2 separate regions of the Xenopus laevis genome follow, and region 1 is linked to region 2. A link is a contact called in public Hi-C data. All regions are on one chromosome and are shown on one strand. Each heading gives the region's core, a stretch centred on a gene start, on an enhancer-like site or on the middle of the called end of the contact. The rest is flanking DNA. Distances are from core to core; before and after follow the strand shown.

The links. Hi-C and Micro-C count contacts between places; a contact is called where the count stands out from the background.
Region 1: a contact with region 2 is called in a Hi-C map of the XL177 cell line, with 7 times the contacts expected there. The contact joins the promoter of sh2b3.S here to the enhancer-like site in region 2. A contact is called at or near these places in 2 of 4 Hi-C or Micro-C datasets (the XL177 cell line and the XTC cell line).

What each region holds. Positions count from the first base shown.
Region 1 is chr1S:151,371,424-151,374,343 of Xenopus_laevis_v10.1, reverse strand. It overlaps sh2b3.S (SH2B adapter protein 3), which reads left to right and starts at 1,447. Exons shown (of 9, transcript XM_018244217.2): 1 at 1,447-2,624.
Region 2 is chr1S:151,293,710-151,296,468 of Xenopus_laevis_v10.1, reverse strand. It overlaps sh2b3.S (SH2B adapter protein 3), which reads left to right. Exons shown (of 9, transcript XM_018244217.2): 6 at 741-835. Among protein-coding and RNA genes, the nearest start is that of atxn2.S, 76 kb to the right of the region's middle. Within about 2 kb of position 1,463, at least 1 of the 7 cell types and tissues checked has an H3K27ac peak or open chromatin away from gene starts, as enhancers often do.

The DNA of each region.
Region 1 (2,920 bases), core at 198-2,697, 78 kb before region 2:
TGATAAATACACTATTTCTATGCAACTGCATAGAGATGAAATGGGACCACACAGCAGACCAATACTACTGACTATTATAAATAAGCATTGTGTGACACCACTAGATTGCAGCTAGTTAGTGGTTAAAGGTAAATGGCAGGCAGAAAGGGAATGGGGCCTCCTGGTTCCTCTGTGATCCAAAAGGTCAAGCAGTTCAGTTAGTACAACACTACATAGTTACTATGCAGGGGCAGACATATAGCCTATGCACCTTTTGTCTGGCAATGCAGTTATTTTTTTTTATAATATGATCATTTTTAACAATAAATCATTATTTCATCTTTGCAGTACCAATGATTAGTGTTGGTGGCTATGGGCAGGGCTGCCATCAGAAGGGCACGGGGGACAATCACCCGGGCCAGGTGACTTCTATATGTGAAGGGGGGCCAGGCCATGCTGCATTTCCTGGATTAGCCTGGCCTTGTTGAGCTGCCGAAGTAGGAGCTGAGTTGCGCCAAAGTAGGAGCCAAGTTGCGCCAAAGTAGGAGCCGAACCTTGCCGAAGTAGGAGCAGGGCTTCCGCCGAAATAGGAGCAGAGCCTCCGCCGAAGTAGGAGCCGAGCCTCAGCCGAAGTAGGAGCCGAGACTCCGCCGAAGTCAGTGGTGTAACTGGATATTATTGGGCCCCACAGCAAATTATTTTTCAGGCCCCCAAAATGTCTACAGATTGACCTGTTTTACCAATATTTATTGAAACTGTAAATGAATTAGGGCCTCATGGGCCCCTTTGGCTTCTGATGAAGTGACCTTGTAGTCACGAAACGCGTAGAGCCATGCACTCCCCTGCCCTGCACTTCTGGATTGTGTGATTTTAATGAAGTTTACAAATAAAGGAAAATATTTTATACAGTTCTCTTTACATGATGACTCTATCCAAAGAAGTTCACCGACTTGTGCGCCTTTATTATAGAGTCTCATGGGCCCCTATACCTCCTGGGCCCCCTGCAGCTGCACGGTCTGCTTCCTCTGTAGTTACAAAACTGGCCGAAGTAGGAGTCGAGCCGCCACAAAAGTAGGAGCAGACCCGCCACCTATGTAGGAGCGGAGCCCTACCGAGCATCTGCCGAAGCAGGAGCCAAGCCGCCACCGAAGTAGGAGCTGAGTGCCGCCAAAGTACAACCTGAGTGGCGCCGAAGTAGGAGCCAAAGCCACAGAAAGGAGCAGAGGAAGAAGAAAGTTAAGTTCCACTGAACACCATTGGCCTTCTTTTTTTTAAATTAAACCGTTGGGCACGAATTTTTTTCTACTTCATTATCCGAAGTCGCCCGAAGTTGCCTCACAAGGAAACTTCGGAAAACGAAGCGCCGCGAGAGCCATGCCGCAGGCGTTTTCTCATTCTTGCAGGCGGAAGACAGGGGGAAGCCATTTGGGGAGATTAGTAGCCCCAAAAACGTAGCGATTAGTTGCCGGGCCACTAAATCTCCCTGAATCTCCAGATGTGACCTTACCCAAGTGAGTTTCCCCAAGAGGTCTGCTTATCTTAAGTTGTTACAATTAAAACTTAAAACGCCACTCAGACTGGCGCAGCCTAGCAGAATATAATGGAATCAATTACCAAATGCGTTTTAACGCATCAAACGCGGAAAAGCGCCCGTGTTTAAGGGATTGTAAGCGGAGCGCTATGGAGTGACTAGTGATTAGCATCCGTGAATAACCTGAAGGTTCCTGGCAGTACGAGGTGCCAAGCTCAGCTCCAGGGCACTTGGGCGAGAAGCTTCCCATTTGCTACAGAAAGCTGCTGTTGGGTAGAAACCAATGCAAGGGGTGCTGGGAGGTGAGTCGGAGGAATCCCAGTGGGAGTACAAGGAGGAGGGTAACTGCACCGTCGCTCCACCCCTCGTGGTCAGAGAAGGACTTGAGAGTCACTTTCGGTTTAGCAGGAATGATTAGCGCCCGTACTGCACGTCCCGGGGGAAGAGAAGAGCCATCCATTTAACTGGAGCAGTCTCGTAGCACTTCTGTCCTGCTGTCACCTGTACGGCCCGAACTCATTCCCAGACCACGTGGATCAAGCGCTGACAGGAGTCTCTCTACATCGCAAGCGCTTTGCCTACTGGGACAGAGGAAGGGAAGATCTGTAGGGTCCCACGGTGACTCCGGTCCTGGGCCATGTGACAGGCACATGTGTGTGCTGTGAGCCAGTGGTCTCCCCCGTGTGCTGTGAGCCAGTGGTCTCCCCCGTGTGCTGTGAGCCAGTGGTGTCCCCGGTACTACTCGGTGCTACATGCAGAGGACACTGCAGGACAAGAAGTGGATCGTCTCTATTGTCTTTACATAACAGATCTCGGCATGGGAACCGTGTGCTGTGTGTATATTGGCGGGGATCTGCCGCACACATCACCCTGAGCACCCCCTCCCCCACCAGGGATCTCCCTACTTGGAGTCGCCCTCTCAGTGCTGGCCTCTAGCTCAGCGGTCACATCACATGTAAAGTAACTGCCTTCTGTGTGTGTGTCTCCTGCCGGAAATGATGAAGGGTTAAAGCGTTCTTTATTTTGAGGGTTGGTTTCCTCCCTTGAAGAACTCATGCATTGTTATGGCTTGAAGCACCATGGGGCTTCGGAAGGAACACAGCTTCTCCAGCAGGTAAATACCGACCAGTGTGTCTGATCAAAGGACCAGTCGCATAGCTGACAGTCTGATCCCCACGTGCAGCCAGATATCCTAAAATATCCATACCAGGACCCAGTCTTGAGCTGCTGTGTGATGCCACTATACTATCAGCTCACATCTTTACACCAATTCCTCTCCCCACCTAACCACATGCCAGGCTGATCACACGAGGGCCTCATGCATAACTCTCTAGAGCTTAATAACTAGCTGACAACAGGCTTTAGTGATAACTTTGTGTACCTGTGTGGTTGTGCTTTTTGCCACAATTC
Region 2 (2,759 bases), core at 214-2,713:
GGTTCTTCATCCTAAACTTTGCTATAGAATTCTTGTTTCATGTCGAGAATTCTTGTCTCATGTCGAGAATTCTTGTTTCATGTCGAGAATTCTTGTTTCATGTCGAGAATTCTTGTTTCATGTCGAGAATTCTTGTTTCATGTTTTGTGCCAAAAATGGAGTCCTGTAACCATGGTGCTCTTACAGGTAAATGTAGCTGAGGAAATGGCAAGTAGGCTAAATAAGAGCTCCTAGAATATGAACATGGTAAATCAATGGCTTGATCTCTTTGTGTTGGCTAGGGCAGTAGATGCCCTTTTTTCTGCAAACAATTCTGTTTTCTGCCAACTCTCCAACTCTGGTTGCTCCTATGGATGCAGTACAACAGAAACACATCCATACAGTGGCCACACCTGTGTGTTTTCTATCATACGCAGCAGGCCATCAGTTGGATTTTGTGTACTTTGGTCCCAGTCTTGTGAAGTGTCATGTACTGAATTACTGATGAGCAACTTGGCAAGCTAGGTGTTCCATTTTGCATCAGAGTGCAGAGGTTCCATTGGTCCCCTTTATGATCAATCCTTAAAACCCATGCTATAAAAAAGCTAAAATTGCACCATCTGTAGCATTGTATATTATGGGTGTGGGGGGTTGGGCCCACTAGAGAAGAAGGAAAACTCTAGATACTTCTAGATGGGAATTTCACAATTCTGTTTGATCAGCAATTAAAGTAAACTATTGGGTTTTTTTTTCTTTTTTAGGTCGGAGGAGAGTGAAGGAGAGACACAGCCGCCCTCTCATTCAGACACAGCCAACCAGAGTCCCAGCAGTGGCAGTACTGACTCCATTACACAAGGTATGTTGTCAATATATCATGCCAGGGTATTTTACAATTGGGACTGGAAAGGATTTTATGAGAAGCATAATTTGTATAACGTAAAGTTGAAGACAGGTAATTAGCCCTGCTAATTGCCCTAAATTAATGTTCTATTTTATGTATAATCTGTGTATAAACAAAGACTGATTTACCTTTTCTGTAAAAAATTATAATAACATTTTGCATCAAGCATCATTTATACCGGCCAGGTATTGGCAAACAAAAAAGAAACACTTTGGGGATATATGTAGTATAAGTAAATCAAGAGTAACTGGACTTGCTGAGTAATCACTGAAGAAGTTTCACTACGTCAGTTCCACTGAACTGAACTGAACTGAAGAAGCTGCTCGGATGAGTAGTGAAACACCTTCAATGATTACTCAGCAAGTCCAGTTGTTTCAGAATTACTTATATCAGATATATCATGACCTGGATGAATGAAAATCTACATAGTCATTGAGGGATATACAGGGCCGGATTTCTGGGGCAGGCGCCCCTAGGCCACGTGGTCCAAACACCCGCCTGCACTACCGCCCTCCCCTTGCTGTGCAGGTGTGTAAGAGCCAGCAAACTGGGGTCACACGACTCCCCAAAAAGTGGCTGGGCGGCATGCGGCCCCTAATTTTCTGCCGCCCTAGGCCCGGGCCTTTGTGGTCTCGCCACAGATCTGTGCATGGGGATAAAGTGTGACGTCCGTACAGAGGGATGGCTGCTAATGTTAAACGGTCAGTTGTGTGAACATTACACTTTTTTGGACAGGACGATACACCACTTTTTACCAAACTAACATGTAATGTGTGGTGCAAAGTTGTGTGTGTGTGTCATTTGGTTGTACAGGTATGGGATCCGTTATTCAGAAACCCATTATCCAGAAAAGCTTCAGATTACGGAATGACCATCTCCCATAGACTCCATTTTATCCAAATAATCCAAATTTTTCAAAATGATTTCCTTTTTATCTGTAATAATAAAACAGTAGCTTGCACTCGATTGCAACTAAGTTATAATGAATCCTTATTGGAAGCAAAACCAGCCTATTGGGTTTTATTTAATGTTTACATGATTTTCTATTAGACTTAACGTATGAAGATCGAAATTATGAAAAGATCCGTTATCTGGAAAACCCCAGGCCCTGAGCATCCTGGTTAACAGGTCCCATTCCTGATTTTTGATTTTTATGTCCTGGCCGTATGTTTTCTCTGATCAGCATCATATAAAACCAGTATATTCATCATTAAGGAGATATGTAATGTTACAGCCTTGTGTAAATGGCCTCACCCAAGAGCTGCTCGGAAACTTTCAATATATCCGTACATATCTCGTGCATTCCAGCACTGAAATCCAGCCCTCCCCCGTTGCACAGTGTTTATTCTGACAAACCAAAATCCTAATAACCCCTCCAAGTGTGTACTCTGGTTTTCATCCAACTGTGAATACTTCATGCACGTACTGGAAACGAAATCTCATAAGGTTCTGTCATCCTAACAGAAAGCTTCTAATGTTTACCTTGGCACATTTTATGCGTTCTCATCCAGTGATCGTTTTATTTTGGGTCTGTGTAGAGTAATATTTATGAATCAGAAACTGCACCAGGAAAGGGAAACTCTTTGAGTTAACCAGTCTAATATAAGATCGTTCAGATAATAAGGGCATATGAATCTCGCTCTATAGCCTCCATCTGCTTGTGTTCTGATTTTACGTTACAGTGGTGATTTTCCCATTTTCCTCCCTGCTCTGCTTACTACTGATCTGTATCTCCACAACAGGTTTATGCCAGTGTAGCACTGACCTGAGGAAGAGAGAGATTCTTTCAAACATTTTTGTTTAAGTGCCCTACCCTCACAATCCATGTCCTGGGTCTAAATCTGCCTTCAGAGACTTGGTAAAGTAAGAGCTTGCCAGA